Regions from separate parts of the Mus musculus genome. Here all the other regions are linked to region 3. Evidence: chromatin contacts called from public HiChIP or PLAC-seq, Micro-C and promoter capture Hi-C data. All regions are on one chromosome and are shown on one strand. The core of a region is the stretch at or near the end of the contact, and the rest is flanking DNA. Distances in the headings are between cores, read along the strand shown. Region 1 holds the start of Siva1 (SIVA1, apoptosis-inducing factor). Region 2 holds the start of Pld4 (phospholipase D family, member 4). Region 3 holds the start of Mta1 (metastasis associated 1). Region 4 holds the start of Zbtb42 (zinc finger and BTB domain containing 42).

What was found. Promoter capture Hi-C pulls out the DNA fragments that hold promoters and counts their contacts. A called contact is a pair of places that touch in the nucleus more often than the background predicts. HiChIP or PLAC-seq counts read pairs in DNA pulled down with a chosen protein or histone mark.
Region 1: a FOXA1 HiChIP or PLAC-seq map of pancreatic cancer cells shows a contact between it and region 3. The contact joins the promoter of Siva1 here to the promoter of Mta1 in region 3. A contact is called at or near these places in 2 of 484 Hi-C or Micro-C datasets (CD8 T cells and embryonic stem cells) and 1 of 115 datasets of contacts at active chromatin or transcription factors (pancreatic cancer cells).
Region 2: a promoter capture Hi-C map of pre-B cells shows a contact between it and region 3, with 3 times the contacts expected there. The contact joins the promoter of Pld4 here to the promoter of Mta1 in region 3. A contact is called at or near these places in 2 of 39 promoter capture datasets (the C10 cell line and pre-B cells), 3 of 484 Hi-C or Micro-C datasets (cerebellum, cortical neurons and palatal mesenchyme), 4 of 115 datasets of contacts at active chromatin or transcription factors (T-cell acute lymphoblastic leukemia, astrocytes, embryonic stem cells and 1 more) and 2 of 9 other capture datasets (adipose tissue and liver).
Region 4: a Micro-C map of the G1E-ER4 cell line shows a contact between it and region 3, with 3 times the contacts expected there. The contact joins the promoter of Zbtb42 here to the promoter of Mta1 in region 3. A contact is called at or near these places in 1 of 39 promoter capture datasets (stem cell-derived epiblast-like cells), 5 of 484 Hi-C or Micro-C datasets (CD4 T cells, the G1E-ER4 cell line and embryonic stem cells) and 1 of 115 datasets of contacts at active chromatin or transcription factors (pancreatic cancer cells).

Annotation. Positions count from the first base shown.
Region 1 is chr12:112,643,408-112,646,714 of GRCm38.p6, reverse strand. Siva1 (SIVA1, apoptosis-inducing factor) reads right to left here and starts at 1,887. Exons shown (of 4, transcript NM_013929.2): 1 at 1,631-1,887. The coding sequence starts at 1,748. Gm30101 (a long non-coding RNA gene) reads left to right here and starts at 1,948. Exons shown (of 3, transcript XR_381987.3): 1 at 1,948-2,033; 2 at 3,273-3,307.
Region 2 is chr12:112,759,279-112,762,537 of GRCm38.p6, reverse strand. It overlaps Pld4 (phospholipase D family, member 4), which reads right to left and starts at 1,883. Exons shown (of 11, transcript NM_178911.4): 1 at 1,755-1,883; 2 at 1-12. The coding sequence starts at 1,781.
Region 3 is chr12:113,097,025-113,100,368 of GRCm38.p6, reverse strand. Mta1 (metastasis associated 1) reads right to left here and starts at 2,091. Exons shown (of 21, transcript NM_001364622.1): 1 at 1,924-2,091. The coding sequence starts at 1,951.
Region 4 is chr12:112,677,459-112,680,512 of GRCm38.p6, reverse strand. Zbtb42 (zinc finger and BTB domain containing 42) reads right to left here and starts at 1,673. Exons shown (of 2, transcript NM_001100460.1): 1 at 1,568-1,673; 2 at 1-1,137. The coding sequence starts at 1,120.

The DNA.
Region 1 (3,307 bases), core at 638-3,137, 450 kb after region 3:
TCCGGTGCTCCTCCCATTATTCTATTGTCAGCAGCCACAGCTATTCACTTCACCTGGTTGGTGCCCTCTTTGCACTCCCAGTCCTCCTCCTGTAAGCTTGTCTCAGTGCCAGAGAAAGCTCTGGCTCAGAACCATTCATTCCCAAAAGCAAGTGTCCCAAGGAGGCAGAAAACAGACACGAGTTTAGAACAGCACCTACAACCATTGCCAGGCCAGTGAACAACTTTACTAAAGGGACAATGACAACAACCCCCTGACAAAGACCTCCCAGATGTTCCAGCCCTGCCACCCACCAACCCCGGGTAACTGGCTGCTCACACCTATAACAGTGGATTGCTTCCTTTCGGGCTTCAGGCCCAGGGAGCCCTAAAGGGAAACACTGTTGCGAGTTCTAGAAATACTCACTCCCACGACCCAGGGACCTCTCTGTGACACTGGAAGCAAACAAAAACTCAAAGAGAGTGGCTATTCCCAGCTCAGTTGCCTCCTACTTTAAGACAGAATTACTTAAGTTCAAGGCCAGGCTAAGATACACGGTGAAAGCCTGTCTGAAAAACAAGAAATGGGAAGAGTTCCTGGAGGGGTACTCTTAACACAGGTGGGGCTCAAACCCACATTCCATTATGAGAGCAATTTTCTCCTTAAGGCCTCCTGGTCCAGCAGAGTCCAGAGTGTGGGCTGGGGTTTTGGTAAACTGTGTGTACTATAAAACTCGCTAGAGCCCTGCACCCCTTCCTGACTGGCTGGCTCTGAGTGGCCTGGCAAATGCTCCAACACACAAGTCCTCAGAAGGGTAGAGCCAGGCTGTTAGGTTCCAATTAACACTTAGGCCTTCTTTTCAACTGCATGCTTACATTTAAAAAAAATTAATTTACTTGGCTATTTAGTTACTATGAGTGTGGTCGGAAGACAACTTTCAGGAATTCTCTCCTACTGTATGTTCTTGGGACCTGACTCATGTCCAGGCTTGCATAGACTGCACTTTAACCAGCTGAGGCATTTTCTGGGCCGTGTTTGCATTGTTATTGCTGTTTTAAGACATCTCACCATAAAGCCCATGCCTTTCCCTTCTGAGTGCTGGCGTCAAAAAACAAGCCACGACGCCAGGCCATGTCTAGACTGGGGGGCGTGGGGGGAGGCACACTCTTTGCAGCTCAGTCCTGTCCCTTCACGCATCGCCCCTGCGTCTCAGCACTTGAGTTTGCATTCCCAGAGTACAGAGAGGGAAAGGACAAATACTGGGGCTGCGTAGGGAGTTTGTTTTCCCGCACATTCCAAAGGCGCAGCGGCACCGCTCAAAGTTATACGGCCGCAAACTGCGCCAAGCTACGGTACACTGCGTTACACCTGCCCCAGAAAGCCATCACTGCAAGGCAATGCTCAGCAACATCCATCCGCTACAAAGGCCACTTGCGAGGGCTCAGGGCAGTCTACGCCATCACGCCCACTCGAACCCAGTCCCCGCGTCGGTCCCGCGCTAGGCTAGTCCGCTCGGCAGCACTCGGGTCCGACTCGGATTTCTCCGGGAGCCGCCTGAAGCAGCATCCACCGTGAGCGCTCGGGACGCTCCCGCGGTCTCCCGCTGCCCTGCGCGGCGTAGCGCGCTCTACCCACGGAAGTCCACACTCACCGAAGACCTCGCGTGAGTAGCGCTCGGCGAACACACCGTGGCTCAGCTCTTTCAGGCCCACGTGGACTTTGAGTTGGAGCGGGGCTGCGTCTGCGAACGGGCAGCTCCGCTTGGGCATGGTAGCGGGTACCAGACACAGCCTTCAGCAGCGCGCAGCGCGCCGCGCGCCGAGCACACGTCACGGCGCCCTCGGACCGCGGCGGAGGCCCGAGCCGACGAGGGCGCGGCGCCCAATAGGCCGGAGAAAGGCTGGGGGCTCGCCTCAAACGGGCCCCGCTGCGCGGGATAGGCCGGAGTGACGTCGGGGGCGGGACTTACGCAGTTAACGGCGAGGGATAGGCTGAGGGAGGCAGTGGCTGGAATGCAGGGCGCGGGAAAAGGCCAAGGGCGCTGGCGCGGCGAGGTGAGGTCTGCGCAAGGCGTGGCACGGGATAGGCCGAGGGGGGGGGGGGTTGTGTTGGGGCGGGGCTAGTTTATGTCACAGCTCAGGATAGGCCGGGAACTAAGAGGCGGGGCTCTGGGGTGGGGCGCGGGATTAGCGGGATGCTACGTTGGGGGCGGGACTCGTGTGCTAAGGGGCTCTGCATAAACCAGCACGAGATCGAGGGCGGGGCTCAGCGCGCGAAAAGCCTGAAGGCTCTGTTGTCGCTAAGCAACGGTGATAGGTGATAGGTGAGATATCAGTATCAAACAGTAGGGTGGCGGGTTTTGTCCCAGCTCCTGATCTTAGTGGATACGGGCACCCATCTTCCCCTACGAGTTCCTCTTGTGTTCCCTTAGGTCTGATCTTGGGCAGGGAGCCTGAGGGTTTATGGCGTCACCTGCGGGTCCGCTGGTCAGGATTTAAAAATATTGTGGTGTCTTCTAACATGTTGAACAGGCAAAACAGTGATGCTGAGGGGTTTCTCAGTCCTTCTATTTCTACACAATCGGAACGTCAGTTATTCGGGTGCATTAAGTTTTGTGCTCATCTTGGAGTACAGGAGACCCGGAGTGTACACACAGCACCCGTTAATTCTCCAGACTTTGTAGAATGGAAGTCTCTGATCAAAGTGTCAGGTTCTCTGCAGGCTTCTGTCTTCCAGAATCTACAAATAAAAACTTTTGTGTCCTTACTGGATGTGTGTGTGTGTCCTCATCTCATAATAACACCCAGTACTTTGAATTAAGTTCTGCCCTAAGGACCCTGTTTTAACTCTTTAAGACTATATCCACCAGCCCTGTGTGTTGGCTCACACCTTTAATCCCAGCTCTCAGAAAGCAGAGGCAGGCTGATCTCTGTGAGTTGGAGGCCAGCCTGGGCTAGGTAGAGAGACCCAGTCTCAAAATACCGAACAAAAAACTGTATCCAGATACAATCACACTCTGACTCTTGGGAGTTAGGCCTTCGACATAAAGAAGGAGCACAATTCTAAATAGGACAATAGGGTCCAGTGACTACTGACTGCTGTGCTTCCCCACCCCCACCCCCACCCCCAAATGGTGGTTTCCCCGGTTGTAGAACTGTGCAGAATGGATGATACCTCTGTGTGGAGTCATGCGTTTGTCCCCTACTGCATGGCTTAAATCCAGCGACCTGTCCCAGGAACCACCACTAAGAAGGCTGTTGTTCATGTTAAGATAATGGACTTTTTCCTCCCAGAATCCGCACTTCCTAGTGCAGTCTGTACAAGCGCC
Region 2 (3,259 bases), core at 634-3,133, 340 kb after region 3:
TGGTATCCGCATCTGTACAGAACAGTCTGTGTCACCAGCAACCCCAGCTCCATGGTGTCACCTCCTTAAGCAGTCCCTACAGAGGCACTCTCCAGCCTTCAGACACCAGTCACAGCTCAGGCATGGCCTCCCGCATGGAACCCATGCCGGCTGAGCCTACACCTTTCCCAGGGCTGTGTCCTGCTTGTACCCTATGGCTCCCTCAGTGTCCCCTGATTTGGTGTCTTGAGTATGTGAATCTCAGTTCCTTATTCCAACCACAAGTGAAACCAGGCCTGAAAGTGCAGTTTCTGCTTGGGCTGCCTCATCCACCCTTCCTTATTAGCTATGAGCAGCTGCTTCCCTTCCCCAGCTGGCCCCCAAGTGTGGCCCCATGGTAGGCAGCTGGCTGTAAAGTGGGGCATGGCAAAAGGGCCACCAAGAGCCAAGCCTGGCCCTGCACTGCTGTCAAGGCTGGGGACGGCAAAGGAGGCTACAGCTAGTTAGGGTGGAGAACTCACCATGTTCCTTCAGTGGAGTCACTACAGAGTCAGGCCAGTCATTCAGGAGGCCCTGTGCACCCCAGATGGGTCACCCAACCCCTGGCACAGACACGAGCAAGGCACTGACTTCCCACCCTCCCAGCCTGAATGCTGTTTGGAACCTAAGGCACTGTATGATTGTAGTTGGTTGGTTGTGGAATCTGGGGGCTTCTTCAGTTCTGTGGGTCAGGCTATCACTCCAAGAGTGGTGAGACTAATTCCACTGTCCCTTAAGGGTTGTCTTGGACAGCAGCCTGTAGGCATGTGGCTAACCTTAGCACAGGGAATGGATTATAGGAGATAGGCCTGGGGCTCTATCTACCCTCGATGCCCAAAGTTACGGGGAAGTGGAGCCTAGAAACCACAGTGAGAGGATGGGGGCGGGGGAGAGGACCAGAGTCACCCACAGAGGCCCAGCACCCTCTTACCAGAGTTCCTTGAAGAAGGGAGTCAGGAGGTCACTTCCATCCAGATCATGGCTCATGTTCTTAGATATATCTCCCACCCTACCCATAGCAGGCAGCTCAAGTGACCGAGGCAGCTTCAGAAACCTAGCTTCTGGCTCTGACCAGTCTTATAATGTCCAGTGGGGCACAGACATGAGGTTCTGGGCCAGGGTTACCAGGCAGGGCTATCCCTCAAAGAGCTGCTGGCCTACCTCTCCCAGCTGCTCTGAGAGAAGTGTTCTCATCCCCTAAAATAGTTGGATTGGCAAAAAGGCAAGAATGCAGCAGCCGTAATCTGGGACTTCCAAGGGCCACAGACTTCTGACCTCCTTGTGGTCACTGGGAGCTACTCTGAGGTCAGGGTAGGAGAACGATGAAGGGCGGCTCTAAGCATCTGCAGACCTGTCACATCCTTGGTCCCTGTGGGTCTTTCGAATCCTTGGGGTGGGACTGTCTGGCTAGAGGGAAACACTCCCTGGTACTGGCATATCAGGAGAGGGGTGAGCTGGGGGATGGGCTTTAGAGCCCCCTGAGCCTCAAGGTTCTGGGGTTCCTGCCCTGTGGGCTAAACTGTGGACCCGAGGCGTGGGATAGGACAAAGCTGCCCAGTGGCTGGAGACTTTGATACCCATTGACCCTGGATCCATAGATCAAGCAAGGAGTGGACATCTGCCAGCCAATCTGGGTGGCTTGTGGGACCTAGGGTGCTGGGAGGAGGGGACTGTGGGAGGTAGACAGACACCCCTCTTGAGGCCCTCTGTCTGGCTCTAGCCTGGCTACCACTTACCTCTGGGTGCTCTTTCTTCTTGTCCATCCTGGTTCCAGCCACTGTCTGCAGGCTTTGCCTGTGCAGGCAGGCACCTGCCTCCTCTCTGGCCTGCTGCTTCCCCCTTCCATTCACTTCCTCTTTGTTCTGAGCACCCCACCCCCACGTCAAGACAGATCGGGTCTCTAGGGGGCGGAGCTGAGAACTTTCACCTCTGGAGAAAAATCTACCCTGCTTGCTCCTAGAGAGGGTCCCTCAGTCATAAACCAAATGTTGGAATTAAGTTTGACTGCAAACACCAAAGTCTCAAGTAAGAGAGCCTCAAACTGACTTAACTTCTCCAGGGGCTCATATATTGAAGACTGGTAATTTTATTGAAGTTGCATCATGAGCTAATTAACAAATTGTGCAATGATAGCCATGATGGGAGGAGGTGGAAACTGTGGAAGGTGGGGCCTGATTGGAGGATGTAGGTTTCTGGGGCAGGACTTGGCTCGCCATGTCTTATGCCTGGGTTCTTCATCTCTCTCTGCTTCCTGTCTGTTATAGGGCAAGCTGCTTCCCTCTGCCTTGCTGCTGTTACTATGCCTGGCCACACTCTAGTTCCATGGGAATGGCAACAGCTGACATTGGTTAAAACCTCTAAAGCTGCAAGCCAAAATAAGTCCTTCATCCTTCAAACAGTTTACCTCAGGTCTGCGTCATAGTGAAGAAAAACTGACTGACCCACCAACCATACCCTGCAACCAGTTTCTGGAGAAGTTATCAGTGACACAGTCACAGGAAGTCTTAGCCTCCAAACCCTGGAATTCAAACTTCACAGCCCTAGAATGGCTTCCAAAGCTCAGCCATCACCTCATATCCCTAGCATAGAATGAAGCATCCCCAGAACACTTCTGGAGACTGGAAAGGGAACTTCCATTTATCTATATTAGCTACAACTCAATCTACGCTTGGCCACAGGGCCATACCTAGCTGCAAGGGAAGCTGGGATCTGGAGGTAGCCATGACTCACCCCGCTGAGGAATTCAGGTGAGGCTGTTCCCTGGCCTGTCCACAAACATAGGCTTACTAGTGGCTCCTTGAAGGGATTCTGCCTCCCCTCATAGTCCAAGATGGATCTTCTGAAGACCAAACCTTGTTGCCTTTAGATCAGGGTCTTGGGAACAGCCCCAACTTTGAACAGGGTCCAGGTTGACTTCCCTCCTCCTTGGCAGGCAGTAGGCCTCAGTTCAGGGATATGGCCTCAGAGTGTCCTCAGGGGAAGAGTGCCAACCTCACAGGGTGGGGAGTACTCCTGAGGAGCAGGGCCTGACCTCAGTGACCCGTGTCCAGCCTGGTGGGCAAGAAAGTGAGCAGAAAAGGGACCATCCTTCACTTCCTGTGGGATAATGCCCTAACTTGGCTTTGGGGTTGTTGTGGGTTATCCACCAGAGAAGACAGCGCAGACATGGGTCTAAGCCAATAGATTCAGGATCCCATTGTAGCCCCAAGCCTTTCTCAGGGTGAGCTTTTTTTTTAATGCA
Region 3 (3,344 bases), core at 842-3,341:
GAGACCTCAGTGCCCTGCAGACCACCTTCCACGCTCTCACCACCTCCCACTGCCTGAGTCAGATGCAGGAGCCCAGACCTTCACTCTTTTGCTATTTATTCATGCTATTTATTCATTTCTTCAGCATATGACATGCCATCATGGGCCAGAAACCATGAGAACCAGGAGGGGTGGGGGGTGGAGGTGGCCCAGGGGTCAGGGTCATACAGGAGTGGTGATGGGTGTTTCAGGGTGGTCTTCCACTCCAGCACACTCTCAGCAGAGCCCAGTTTTGCTAGTGGGGGAAGAGATTCATCCACATTTAGTCTGTGACCAGGAGGAGGGGCTCCAAGTCCAGATAGAGAGCAGGGTCAGGGACCAGGATAATGGGAGCCTTTCACGGGCAAAGGAGAACCTCTGAAATGAGGGAACTAGAGGTAGAACCCGAGGAAGCAGCAGCCATATCAGCAGGAACCATGGTGAACAGGAAGGGGGATCCTTGCAAAAATGGTTCACTGGGCAGAATAAGGGGCAACACCTGGAAGGGGGCCCCCTGGGGAGCCAGGAGCTAGCCTCTGCCCTGGAAAGCAGGCCAGTAAGCCTATAGCATCCAGTGACCTGGCCCACTCCCTCTGGGGCTGGCAAGGCTGAATCCTCACAGACCAGCCCCTCCTCATATGACCCCAGGCTGTATGACCTGTGGCAGGTCCTGGCAGAGAGCAAAGGTGTGAGATCAGGGATTCCCTGAGAGGCCCCTGCTGTGGGAGGCCTGCTGTGGGAGGATGAGCCATCCGTGTGGAGATAGCTGCACCCCTGTGCCCCAAGCCACAGAACTGAGCTGGCTGGGTCCCGCTGGTGTGAGATGGAAGGAAATGACCTAGGCACTCAGGGGTCGGGGTCTTCCGTAGGAGTGGTTGATGGGTGTTTCGGGGTGGTCTTGCACTCAAGCACACTCTCACAGCAAAGCCCAAGTTTGCTAGTGGGGGACAGCAGCAGACTCATCCACATTTAGGCTGTGACCAGGAGGGTCTCCAAGTCCAGAGAGAGAGCAGAAGAAGGCTATGGGATAACTATAAGGGTCAGCATGGCCTGGATGTGTGCAAGGCCATTCCGGAGTATCCTGGTCACACACACACATACACAAACTGGGCAAAGGGCTTCTTCCCAGGGCCCAACAACTGGGGGACCAGCCCGGGCAGACAGGCTCTCATGGCCCCAGGTCAGTAGGGACCTCTGGCCTTCCAAAGGCCAGGAAAGTGCCTCCTTGCTAGGCAGGGGTGAGCAGTAAGGCAGAGAAAAGTTTGGGGTGATTCAGACCTGCACTTGGGATGTAGGCCCCCTGCTGTAGCCAACCCTCCCCCCCAGGAATCCCTGCTAAGGAAAGCCCTCGGCTGGGACGGGCTCGTGGCCCCTGCAACAGGACTCACGGTGCCTGCACACCTAGCGGGCCCTGCACGGCCCCCTGAGGAGACCGCTTGCCCCCCAGACCCCGAAACTCCTGCTCGCGGGACCGCAGCCAGAGCTCCAGAGGCACGTGCTCCTGCTCAGGGGCTCCGGCCCGGACCCAGGCCCAGGCCTCCCGCCGCCGGGCCCGCCGGCCCCCGGGATGCCCTGGCCACCCTGGCCACTCGCCGCTACTCCGCCTGCGTCCCGCGGGCCACCCCCGGTCCCCAACAGGTGGGCATAGCCCCCTCCCAGCGCCGCTCGGCGCCCCGCGCGCGCGCGCCCCGGCACCGGCAGCCCAGGGGCCATTTTGGGCCGGGACGAGCACCGGAGACCAGAACCGAGCCTCGCGGGCGGGGCGCGAGCGCGACGGGGGCGGGACGGGGGGGAGGGGCGCGGGCCGCGCGCGAGGGCGGCGTGGGGGAGGCGCGGAGGCCGCGGCGGGGCCGGGAGGCGCGGGCGGTGGGCCCGCGGCGCATAAAGGCCGTGGCGGGGCCTTACCTCCGACCCTGTACATGTTGGCGGCCATGTCCGGGCCGGCGGCGGGGCCGCGGGGCGCGGGGCGCGAGCGCGGGCGGCGGGCCGGGCGCGGGCCGGGGCGGGGGCGGGCGCGGGGGCGCCGGCGGGCGGTTTAAAGGGACCGCGCTGCTCCGCCGCCGCCGCCGCCGCCGCCTCCGAGGCCGCCGAGGCCGCGCAGGGACGGGAGGGCCGCGGCGCGGGCGGGAGAGGAAGAGGAGGAGCGGCCGCGGGCGGCGGGGAGGGGCCTCGGGCGCCGCCGCCCACCGCGCGGGCCGTTACCCGACCCCGCGCCGCGCCGGCCCGCGTGCCCCTGGCCGAGTGGCCCTTCTGAGCCCTTAGCTCGCCTGGTCCTCGGCATCCCCGGATCGCCCTCCCACGACCCCTCCTGCCTGGCTCTCAGCATCCCCGGGTGGCCATCCGGAGCCCCACGCTTTCGTGGCCCTGGCATCCCGAGTGGCCCTCCTGCATCCTCTCCAAAGTGGTCCTCGGCATCCCTGGGTCAGCTGCTCATCCCTTGGAGGTCCTTCGAAGCCACTGCTGGAGTGGCCCTTGGCATCCCCAGGTGGTCCTCCTCGGCAGGCCCACACCCTGCGTCCCTGGGACGCACTCCTGCAACCCGCCTAGAGTGGCTGGCCCTCCACATCATTGATGGCCCTCCTGCGACCCCTCCGGAATGATACTTGGCATCCTCCAGTGGCACTCTCCAGGCCCACGCCCGCCTGGACCTCGGCACCCACTGGGTGGCCCTTCTTTAACCCTCAGTGGTCCTCGACATCCCTGGATGGCCCTCTTACATGGTCTTTCAGCTTACCTGGGAGGCTCTCCACGACCCCTCCCAAATGACTCGGGCATCCTCCAGTGGCACTCTCCAGCACTCTCCAGGCCCATTCCCTCCTGGCCCTCAGCACCCATTGGTGACCCTTTCCCTGCCCTCCCCCCACCCCCGCCAAGCTCCATGCTCACCTAGTCTTCAGCAACCCCAGGTCACCTCCAGAGACCTCTCACATACCTGACAAGGTGAGCCCTCCTAGGACTGGCTCCTTGGGAGTTTCTCACAAGGTTGCCTTGGGTCCTTCTATGTGAGCCCTTCCCTGCACCCCTGTGTAGGGATCCTTTCCAATTCTTGTAGGGGTCCTCAGTGTGTCCCCCATTGTCCAACCTCTTCAGTCACCCAGGAACATCATGACTATCCTTGAACAAGGCGGTCATGCTTGTTCCTGAAGTGCCAGGCCTCCCTCCGTGTACCTCCCTGCTCGCTTGGATTCCCTCCCACAAGCCCAAGCTGAAGCCAAGACCACATAAGCCGTGGGGCATTGCGGTGCTGAGGAAGGTGCCTCTTTGTGGCATCTGTGACTAAGGGCTTGCCTTTGCTTATCTAAGGTCTGTGAAGAGGGAGTTCTTAG
Region 4 (3,054 bases), core at 424-2,923, 420 kb after region 3:
TGTGTGAGTACTGGAAGCTCTTGCCACACTGCACGCAGGTATAGGGCTTCTCCCCAGAGTGTGTCCGTTCATGCCTCTTCAGGGTGTATGTGCAGGAGAAGGTCTTGCTGCAGAGTGGGCACGTGGGCACGGACCCCTCGGGGGAGAGCCTGGCACGGACACTGTCCCGCTCCCGGAAGTGGGCGCTGAGATGCAGCTGCAGTGCGTGGGTGCTAGGGAACAGCTTGCAGCATAGCGGGCAAATGCAAAGGTGCCTGCTGGGACCCAGCTCTTCACTGTCGAGCACTGGCTCTGCAGGCAGCCCAAGCTGCTGGCTGCCCGTCCCTTCGATGTGCAGTGGCTCCAAGTCCACTGCCAGGCCCTGGGCTGCAGAAGCACAGACTGGTGGTGGGGATCGGTCCGCGCTCTGCGGGCTGCTGCTATCTTGTTCTGAGAACGAATCTTGCTCAGCCTTCACCAGAGGCTGCGCCACTTGCTGTACGGAGCTGCAGAGGGATGTCTGGAGGCGACAGGGTGGGTGTACCTGCTCCGGTCTTGGGCTAGGCTTCAGTGACAGGTCCAGGGCCCCACTTGACTGCTCTGCAACCTGCCAAGACGGAGGTCCAAATGTTGGCAGGGGATGGGTAGCCTTGACCCCTAGAGATGGGTGTTTGGCCTTTGGTGCGGCTTGGCAGAAGGCAGGGGACCAGGAAGGCAGGGGGTGTGGTGGCTGCCCAGGAAGCTCTGTCCCCAGCGTACGGGTCTCCAGATCTGGGTCCTTCTTTCTGAGTCTGCCCTTGCAGACCTTGACGATGTCATACATGTGCAGGTAACTGGCGGCAGCCAGGACGTCCTCGACAGGTAGGTTGTGCAGGTCCAAGCGGCCCTCGTACATGAAGTCCAGCAGGCGGCTGAAGGCGGGTACCGTGACGATGTCGCCGTTGAGCCGCACCGTGTCGCGGCTGCTCGCGGGCTGATCCCTGTAGAAGAGATGGAAGTAGACACTGCACGCGGCCAGTACAGCGCGGTGCGCAGGGAAGCGCGCGTCGCCCACCAGAACAGTGCAGTCGCACAGGAACCCCAGCTCGCGCTGCTGCCTCAGGCGGCCCAGCAGCCGTACGCCGTGCTCCGGGAACTCCATGCCGCCGCAGTCATCACCTGGGCACAAACGGGACGCCTGTCAACACGCCGGGGATGCCGTGGCCCCCGCTCGCCCCGACGCGCCCTTCCCGGGTGCAGGCAGCCCACAGAGAGGCGCGGGAGTGACGCGCGCAACCGCCAGCCCTGAGCTGCCCCGGCACCTGCCCGGAGCAGGAAAAACTCGATCGAAAGTAAACAGAAGCCGCTCTGCCGCCGGGGCGGGGCTCGGGGCGCAGCGGAGGGGCCGAGCCGCGCGGACAGAAAGAAGTCAGGACTTCAGGCTGCCTCGCCCCCCCCCCCCCGCCTGCCGCGCCCCCCGACGCCAGAGTCGCCGCCCGCCCGCACCGCCGCCAGCTGCCACCGCTGCCGTCGGCCCCATTTATGGCAGCGCGGCCGTGGGGAACGGCCGGCTAGGCAGGCGGAGCCGAGTACCCGCCCCTGTGCTCACCTTCGCCGCACGCGCGGCTCTCCGCTCGTTCTGCAAGCTTTCCCGTGCAGCTCGGACCGCACCGAACTGGGGGCGGCGCGCCCCGGCCGGGAGGGCGCGGGGACCCGGACGGCGCCGGGCGGGGCGCGCACTAACTTGGCCGGCGGGGCAACGCCTGCTGCTTGCCCCGCCCCGAAGAGCGAAACTCCCGGCTGGAGCTGGAGGGGGCGGACCGGGCGACTTCCCGGAGCGGCCGAACCGCTGAGGTCACCTCGCTACCCCTTCTCTGTCCGCCCCACCCGGTCAGTCCCGCTAGAAGCTAGCCCGCCGCACTCTGTGACGGGAGGGGGTGCGGGACCCTCTCGCGATACTTGTCTCCTGGGCCTCTGTGTCCTCCATGGGGTCCCGACTGCCCTGGTGGACAAAGGGGCAGTTGCTTCTCCGTGGACTACGGGACAATGGCCTCGGACCCGTTGGAAGACGGTCCTTCAGATGGGTCAGGGCGCCAATGAGAGACCACAAATGTCAAAAAGAAATTCACTTCGCCCTATGAAGATTTCTCTTGAATTCACGTTAACACATCTGGGACAGGCCGTGGAGCTGGGGTCTCAGAGAGAGAATTACCGCCCTCTGCAGACCCTGGGCTGACAGTCAAGCGCACTAAGATCTGTGACAGAGGGCACTGGGTAGGGCAGATGTGGTGGGATGGGTTTAAGACACAATCACAGAGAAGTGGCAGGAGACCTCCGGAGTTAGGCAGACAGGTCACACACAGGATGTAGGAGGAGTGATATGGAGAGAGGCCAGGGCCGGCACCCTGGGCACAGTGTTCCAGGGGAATCAGGGTCAGCAGGGTTTGAGGAGACTCCTGCTTCTTCTGGGGAGAGGACGTGACAATAGAGCCCGGGGTTTAGAGGAGTCGAGGCCCCTTGGCATGGGCTACACCAATGGCTCCCAAGTGTGCAGGCGGAGGGGTATTCTTAGCTGAGGGGGCTTGAAGTTGCTTGAGACATCGCTCACGTTGAGCTTCATTAAGCTTGTCAGTTAGACACTCTCATTTACAGTTCTAGCGTGAGGGAGGGGCCACGCAGTACCAAATCACAGAGCCAGAGTTCCTATGGGGCTAGGCCCGTTCCGAATTTTCACCTTGCATTTGTTAGAAGTCCAGGGACCAATAATGTTGGGTGGGCACCACATAGAGAGCTGGAGGGTAAGTATGAAGGAGGTCTTGCACAGGAATTACAGGGAAAGGGGTTTGGGTAGAATATCCAAAGGCATTCTGGGTAGAGACAGCCGCTGAGTCCTGTCTCTCCCCCCAACCCCCTGCCCGGCTCATTAGACACTCAGAACAGAGTACCCAGTTGTGAAGTGGGGCTTTCTGGCTGTTGGGGACAGCTCCAGGGGGCCTGTTCAAAGTTGTATTGGAAGCCCAAGGGGGCTCCCAGGGTTCCTGGAGGACCTAGATTCTACAGGGAAGAAAACCAGTGTTGTACTAAACGGAGGTTGAA